2 separate regions of the Mus musculus genome follow, and region 2 is linked to region 1. The links are chromatin contacts, called in public Hi-C maps. All regions are on one chromosome and are shown on one strand. Each heading gives the region's core, a stretch centred on a gene start, on an enhancer-like site or on the middle of the called end of the contact. The rest is flanking DNA. Distances are from core to core; before and after follow the strand shown.

The links. Hi-C and Micro-C count contacts between places; a contact is called where the count stands out from the background.
Region 2: a Hi-C map of cerebral cortex shows a contact between it and region 1, with 1.8 times the contacts expected there. The contact joins two enhancer-like sites. A contact is called at or near these places in 4 of 484 Hi-C or Micro-C datasets (cerebral cortex, cortical neurons, embryonic stem cells and 1 more) and 2 of 115 datasets of contacts at active chromatin or transcription factors (both in embryonic stem cells).

The regions. Positions count from the first base shown.
Region 1 is chr7:83,014,396-83,018,484 of GRCm38.p6, reverse strand. No RefSeq gene overlaps it. Among named protein-coding and RNA genes, the nearest start is that of Gm36817, 21 kb to the left of the region's middle. Within about 2 kb of position 1,709, at least 20 of the 459 cell types and tissues checked have an H3K27ac peak or open chromatin away from gene starts, as enhancers often do. A contact at or near this core is called in cerebral cortex and cortical neurons, where this site is marked.
Region 2 is chr7:83,199,399-83,203,851 of GRCm38.p6, reverse strand. No RefSeq gene overlaps it. Among named protein-coding and RNA genes, the nearest start is that of A530021J07Rik, 53 kb to the right of the region's middle. Within about 2 kb of position 1,986, at least 71 of the 459 cell types and tissues checked have an H3K27ac peak or open chromatin away from gene starts, as enhancers often do. A contact at or near this core is called in cerebral cortex and cortical neurons, where this site is marked.

The sequences.
Region 1 (4,089 bases), core at 460-2,959:
TTCATTCTTCACTTTGAACATGAGATGCCTACACTACAAGAGATATGCAGCTGCTCTGAGATGCCGTGGTACCTGTGGGCATCTTTCATCTGACACTGAGTACATTCATATGGAGTCAGGGCCTGAGAACTTGACCACTGGGTTCCAGGTCTATCACAGTAATCCAGGATATCACAGTAATCATGACAATGACATTATAAGTAATCATTATTTTTCACACCTGTTTATCACTGTAAATCTATTCTAATAAACTTGTGTTATCTTTCTAGGCTATCAAAATATCGATAGAGGTATTTTTGATAAATAAGTTTACAAAAAAGAGAAATAAATGGCTTGTTTCTCTTTTATTGCTTTACCAGTTGTGCTATTTGGCAAATAATAATGTTTGGGAGAGAATATAAGAGTGAAGGAATGAGTGTCAAGATGGAGGAGGGTCTGGGTGGTCATCCGAATGTGAGGAAGGGAATGAGGGCAAAGAAAGAGAGCATTTTTAAAACTATTGACAATCTATAGGTAATCTCTCACCTCAAAGTAAAAAGTAGTATGTGTGTGTGTCTGTCTGTCTGTATGTATGTATGTATGTATGTCTGTGTGTACGTCTGTGTGTATGTCTGTCAGTGTGTCCCTGTCTATTTGTGTACGTATCTGTGTGTATGTCTATGTGTAAGTATGTCTGTGTGTCTGTGAGTGTCTGTGTTTATGTGCCTCTGTGTGTGGGGTGTGTGGGCATGGGTGTAGTTGCATGTGTAGGCTTACATACGGAAATCGGATGTTAACCTTGGGTTTTGTTCTCTTTGGCTTTTGAGTCAGGAGTTTCTCACTGACCAGGAAGGAGTTCAACAAGTACGTCAAGATGTCTGGCTACTGAGCCTCCTGAATCTGCCCGTCTCCACCTCCAGGGCCAGGATTGTAAGCACATGCCATCACATCCAGTGTTCCCATTTTTGTATGCACTCTGGGAACTTCATTTGGGTCCTCATATTTGTATGACAATCACTTCAGTGATTGGACTATCTCAACAGCTGGGGGCACTGGGCTTTGTTTTATGGTTTTTACTTCATCATTATTTTATTTTGTATATGTGGGTGTTTGGCCTGCATTAGTATCTGTGCAGCACATGTGTTCAGTGCCCTGGGAGTCCAGATTGAGGCAGGTGTCAGATACCTTAGAAGTGGAGTTGCAGATGGTTCTGAACCACCATATGGGTTCTGAGAGTTAAACCCAGGTCCTCTGTAGAAGCATCTAGTGATCTTAACAGCTGAGCCATCCCTCCAGCCCTAACTGCCATCTTGTAACAAAGTTGTATTGAAGACAGCTTCTGCGATCACCCAGTGCAGTGTCCACTTCATACTAATAGAAGCTTAAATTTACCAAGAGAAATTGAAAAATAAATGAAGCTTTCCCTGTCCCCTGCCATTTCTCCCTCATATCTTCTCTTGCTTGTACCTTCGTATGCAGATGCTCACACAACATTCATTGCAGAGTGATTCCCTGGCTCCCTTGACCTGTGGGATTTGGGCAGAAATACTTTGCCAATTGCTCAGATGCAGCCGGGTCCTGGCTCTGCTAGGATCCATGCTCCATCCATGTGGAGATTTGTGTCTTTCTCAACCTTTCCTGTCAGCAACAGAGCCTCCCAGTGCCCTCCTTAGCTGCATCTCCAAGTAGAGTGTGAAGGAGAAGATCTGACACCTGCTTCCTGCCAGAGTCTGCTGCGTCGTTCTCATCCCCTGCAACCTAAAATTAGATGACATCTCCAGGAAGATGTTCATCCCAAGAAAAGCAGTCTACTTAGCAACACGGGCCCAGCTCTGCAGCAGCTACTCTTGGGAAGAAGGGACTGAGGAAGGTTGCCTTGGGAAATAGACTGACATCCATCCCTAAAGGGGATTTGAGGCCCTTTGCTCCATGCAGTCCCCCACCCCCACCCTATCCACAGCTCCACACAGAGCCTATGAGCTTCTAACTCCAGGTTACACCTCTGTGTTCACATCAGTATGAAATGTTACATACCTGGGGCCAGGTAGTACCTCTCCTCTAATTAGACATAGACATTGATTATAACTCCATCCGAAATATCCCTTCTCTGACCCACATAAACGATACATATAGGTGTGTTTGTGAATATGCACTTTCAGATATAGCTATACATATATATATAGAAATACAGTTGAACAGACTGAAGAAACTAGCGGAGTTAGTCTCATTTGCTTGATATTTTTGGTTTTTTTGGTTTTTGTGGGGTTTTTGTTTTGTTTTGTTTTGTTTTCTGGGGGGTTGTTGTTGTTATTGTTGTTTTCTAATCAAAATGCATTTTTGAAAGCTGCATTCAGTTCCTATTAAGGGATGCTTTCATACCTTTTATAGTGGAACAACTATATTTAACATCACCATTCACTCTAACTAGTAATTGGATTTTATAAGGTATGAGGCTTTTAAAGCTACCCTGAGTCTCACAATCTTCTCTCTGCTGTTAATGAGCCATGTTGACTGAGCGTGAGGCACACACACACTGGCTGAGGCTCCCCAGGCACCTGGGCTCTCCCGTTGCAGCTCTGCTGGTGGCAGCCAAGGCCTGCACAGGGCCTTGGTTAATTTTCATAGCCAAGGGAGGAAGGAAGCGATTCCTTTTTCGAAAAAAAAAAAATACATAAGTGATCTGAGGGAATTTGCACATTGGCTTTTTAAAGAATTCAAATTTGGGTTTTAAATATAATGACTGCAGAGGAGAGAGAGGAAGCCACACGTCCAAAAACACACTATTCTGCTGGAAGCTACTTCAGCTTTTAGAGAAGGGGGCTTTTGCAATATTCATTGAAATTATTCATGACGCCGTCCATCTCATCCTGTTTCTGTGGCTACAAATAAGAATTTATCCAATGTCAAAGGCCTTTCAAAGAAGCTAGAATGACACCCTAATTGTGTTGGGGATAAAAAGGTAAAAGCAAACAACAAAAGCCCCCCGAGAATCCTACTGTGAGCTGTGAGAGCTCGCTCATCCACAGGCTGGCAGGTCACTAACGCCCTCCCAGTTGCCTTTCACAGGGGATCCAAGAGTTAATGCAAAATGCATCAGAATACATCTTCTGGATTCTGGGAAGACAGTGGGAAGAAAGAGCCAGGAACCTGCCTTTCCTCCCTGAGAACAGGCTCACTGGCAGAGCCTGTCTGCTGTGACCACAGAAAACTGGAGTCTGTCAAGACTGCGCATCTTCCAGAGGAAGGCACACCCAGCAAACTGCAGTTAGGCTCCATCCATCTCTGCTCTTGGTCACTCATTTCACACCCTCCAGTGCTGCAGGCCACATGTCTCTGGAACAGCTGCCATGCAGCCTTGAGAAGCAGTGATAAGTGATCGAGAACCTGCCTTCCAAGCCTTGTGCTCTGAGCACTGATGTCTGTTTCACAGCATGGAGGTGAAGATGCTTAGGTGAGTGACCATGTCACACACTTGCAGAAAGATGGACTTAATGTTTCCTTTTTCCTGTCTTTATCTTTCCCCTTTAGATGTCAGACATCCAGACTGAGACTCATAAAAACAAGCCAGATTCAGAAAGATATTGTTCCTCATATGGTGTCTCCCACATATGGAGTCTGGATTTATACACCACACACATACCCACACAGAGAGAGAGAGAGAGAGGGAGAGGGAGAGGGAGAGGGAGAGGGAGAGGGAGAGGGAGAGGGAGAGGGAGAGGGAGAGGGAGAGGGAGAGGGAGAGGGAGAGGGAGAGGGAGAGGGAGAGGGAGAGGGAGAGGGAGAGGGAGAGGGAGAGGGAGAGGGAGAGGGAGAGGGAGAGGAAGGGAGAGGGAGGAAGAGGGAGGGGGGTGGGGGAAGGAAGGACATGAAAGCAGAAAGGAACTGTGAGAGGGGAGGGGAAGGCATAAAAGGAAGACCAAAAAAGAGGCTAACATGAAAGAAGAGAAAAAGGGTCACCTTCATATATAAATACAGATTAAATAAGTGTGTGTGTGTGTGTGTGTGTGTGTGTGTGTGTGTGTGTGTGTGTGTGTGTTTTAATGGAACCCACTATTTTCATACTAACTTAAAATAATTAAAAAGCAAGTACAAGAGAACAGAGGAAGTCAC
Region 2 (4,453 bases), core at 737-3,236, 190 kb before region 1:
ACCTAGTACAGAGTGCCAAAATGAATGGCCTAGCCTAGACACCGACCAGGTGGGAAGACTTCCACTGGGTAGGAAAATGAGGCTGGCAGAAATGCTAAAATCCTAAGGCACGATGCATGTGCTAGAAGTGGTGATTCCCAGGGCTGTGGCTGTAGGGCTCCCTGCAAGGAGAAAGGCAATTCCACGTTAATTTGGGGGGCTTGCAACCAGGTGTGCTTTGCGTTCACTTGCTTCGGGCTTTTATGGTCTCCCTTCTGCTTGGTACCATTTCATTAGGAGCCAGTGAGATGTATCTCAGCGTGGTGCAGAGAAACATCTCAGTGGAGCGCAGCTTGCCAGCATTTCTCCTTCCCTGGCGAGATTCAGGATCCCTAACAGTGGGTTTCTGATGCCTTGGAGGTGCCAATCTGTTTCCTGGATCTGCATGGACAACCTCAGTCCTCTCCTTGGTGAATTCTCTGATGTCTGGGCCGAGACTTTGCCCTTTTCATGACCATGGGAATAAGTTATCAACAGAGAAACAAGGAGCACCATCCTCCCAGTGAGGGACTATGGGTGCTCACTCTAGGGCTCCCTGGCCCTCCCGGTCTTTTGAGGCCAATAATTTTTCTTCCCACCCCATTTCAATCTCCTGATAGAAGACATTCTTTGTCATGGATAACTAGATGAACACAGAGCTCAAATGAACCACTAGCTGGGGGCTTTACAAGAGCATCCTTGGATGAAGCAGCCTTTGCAAGGCTTTCCAAGAGGGACTCACTTAGAGTGGCTTGTAAGGCATACATGCAAAACTAGGAGAGAGGCTGAATTTCACTTCTAAAAGGTCCCTCTTTTCCTGTTTCCTCCTTTAAACTATAAAGAGCTAGCCAGACAGATTTCCTTTGTCAAAGGAAGGCAGGCATTGTCTAGTCACAGAACTGCACCTAGATCTCTATTCACTCGGTAAACAGTCAGACTGATTTTTTGGGCATTTGGGATAAGAACTCAGTGTGAGTGTGGTATTATCTATATTGAAAAGAAACACTCTCCACTCCTTTGTATTTGTGTGACTGTCCAATTAAAAAGCACCCTCCAAGGCCAGGCAGATCATAACGAGCAGATGCAAGTGTTCAAATCCACATAACCCATGGAACTTGGGCACTGGCTCCTCAAATAACTGTGTGGTTTGGAACCATTTTGTTTTTCCAGTGTTGAACAATAAGCTGATTAATTCCCATTTTTCAAAGTCAGTTTCAAGCAGTAGTTTTTTTCTTCTTCTTCTTCTCCTCCTTTTTAACATCTACAGAAAACCTGGAAGGGAATACAAATTTCTTCCTGGAAAACACATCTCCCTTCCTGCCCTCCCTGCACCCTCTGATAAATAACATGAGCATGCAGTGATTTGCCAACAGCAGCTCCAGGCATGAAGCACAACATCTGCTAGCGAGACGCTGGAGAGACAGTGGAAGGCATGCTGGCTGCCTGCCCACCTTCAGACTCCAGATTTTTGCTGACAAGGCTGTCAATAAATGGGCAGATGGCATGGACTCTGCTGGCGGGAGAGTTCAGTTAACCTGACTCCAGACATTATCTCCAGTTCATGGTGCACTGGGCTGAGCCCTTCACTCGACCATTAAAGCTGTTCCTTGATGGAGCACAGAGAGCAAGACATAAGACTGGGAAGGAGGAGGCAAGCGCTCGCTTCCTTTAATTACATTAACTGAGTCTCTCCTGCAGTTGGCAGGCAGAGTGAGTGAGATTATTTAGCCCCTGTGACCACGGAAGTGGAGCGGGAGCATCCACACTGTATTTCATGCTGTTTAAACATGGGCATCCCATCCTCGGGAGCAGAGTACCTCCCTGGGGATAGAGTTTGGCATAAAATAAACACCCAGTAGGATGGATCTGGGGTCCTCCCTTGCAAGCAGGCAAGCTCTTGCATTGTCTTACAAGGACTGTCTGCAAACAAGCTGCAGCCAGTGTTCTTTACCCAGAAACAGCTCTGCTAACTGCAGAAACGTCCTCTAGTGGCGACTTGGGTAAAACACCCTCTGCCATCTGAGCATGCTTCAAACTTGTGGCAAGGGCAGTTTAATCTAAACTCATCAGACTAAGGAGCTGAGCACTGTGCTCTGAAGTCAGTTATTTAAGCAATCGGCCCTTTTTTCCATCTCTGCAGAAATCAGCTGCTGGAAGTAATACATGCATCAATGCTACACACCCGCATGGTATTGCAGAATTACAAAGTGACTTTGCATACTTTAACAGTGGTTTTTGACTGGGAGTGACTTTGCCCCCCCCCACCCCCCAACCCTATCCCTGGCCGGGGACAATGCCTGGAAACATACTAATGTCTCTAGGACAGAGAGCAGCAATGCTGCGGAGTGTCTCCACTGCACAGGCTTCACATTCACCCACAACAAAGAGCTCTTCCGACCAGAGTGTCAGCAGTGCCAGGGTTGAGAATCCTGCATCAGGACAAAGGAAATGAGTGAACATTTCTCACATCCCTTGAAAAGAAGAGCAAAGAAGGAGCAGCTGGTGGGCATGCAGAGGGGAAGCTGGGGATTTGCTCTTCGTGTCCCAGGTAGACTCACAACAGTGTCATTATTCCAAATGCTATTCACTAGTCAGGAAACAAGCAGCTCCCCAAGTTCTTACAGCTGTACTTCCATCAGATCTGAACAATGAAACATCGCATCCACGAAAGCCATTTTAGTCTAATTCATGTTTATTAAATGAGAATACCCACCTGGCGCCAAACTGGGACTGCAGAGGCTTCAGTGGAAGAGTGTTTTAAAACTGGTGCCTGGGTATTGTGGCTCATGCCTGTAATCCCGGCACTCAGAAGGCTAAGGCAAGAGAAGTGCCATGAGTTCCAGGTCAGTCTGGAGTACAGAATGATACTCTCTCACACAAGAAACACACACACACAGACATGCACACACACACTTATGCACAGGTACATGTTCACATATGCACAGGCACACATGCACGTGCACACACACATGTGAATGAAATCAAAAGATTAAATAAACCTAGCAATTAAAGTCTGGGACAGAAATCAGACTGGAGGGGTTGAGGGGGAATTAAGCTGAGCACAGAATATATGAGGGTAGGGGCTTAGGATTTAACAGATATGATCACATTTTCATTTGTCGTCTGTGGTTTGAGCAGCTTTGCATGTAACCACTAGTCTTAAAGGTATAGCACTCCTTTAAAGATATCGGTGAAGCTAAACACTGGCCTCTTTCTTGTTAGTTTTGTAGAACTGTGTATCCCTGCCCCCTGCCCCAAGAAATCATATGTTAAAGTGTAAGGCTGAATGCTGCCATCAGGATCAATGAGATATCCCAGTTTACACCTAATCATACTGAGTAGGTTGAGCCTCCAACCCCATGAGGCTGCTGTTTTTATCTAGAGAAGAAACTTAAACCCAGATTTCCACCCAAACAGATGTCAAGGCAAAGGTCAGAGTTTTGCCAACAAGGTCTTTGAATCCAGGAGACATGCACAAAGCAGATTACTTCTTGCACCCCTCTGAAGGCATCTACTTCCAGAACCGAGAGCCTAAATTCTGTCGAGGAAGTCATCTGGGATTTGTTTTGGGCTGTGATGACAGAGTTCTAGTTAACCAGTAAAGATGAGGTGAACACTAGAACAAGGCAGGGGCAGACAAATGATCCTTACTAGAGTTTTCTTTCCCAACTGATGCCTGCAAACTACTACTTCTTCAGAGCAGGCAACTCAGAGGATCCACCTTGGGCTCAAAGGCCGGCATCCCTCCATCTAACAGGAAGCAGGAGCGAGGTAAGTGATTAATTAATTAAGAACATACATTTCATTATGCCCCTGAGCCCACCTTTCAGGAATTCCTGATGTATAGCTGGGAGACACTCTCCTTTCTAAACCAGCATGAGAGGTGGGTAATGAGGGTGATACTTCTACTATTTTGGGGAAACCTGGTATTTCCAAGACTATCGCACAAATAGGGGGATCTACAGCCATAGTCACACATCTATGCATACTAGCAGTATCCTGGACTTTTAAAACAAGTCAACTAAATAATATATAGGGACCCATTCCAGGACAAAATCTGGGAGGGGTCTCAGGCTGAGACACATACAGGAGTGAGACCCAAGGCCAGAAGGAACATCTTACTGCAGGGACAAATCTACCTGAGATGGGAGACCAAGTTTTGGGATCCCTGTGAGAAACCATAGTTATGCTATGCAGACCTTAAACCTAGCATGCAAGGCAGTCAGATTTCCATTGCAGGAAACAATTACACTAACAGATAATCCTCTCCCGCTAAGCAGTGAGTGTTATTATTATAATGCATGTTTTACAATGCAAGAAAAATCAGCCTTACATTAGATTTACTGGATATTAGGAGTCAGCCAAGAAGTGGTAGGTTTTAGGGCATTCAATACTTTTCTGTTTGCTGTGACTAAATATGTAGCCGGAAGCAACA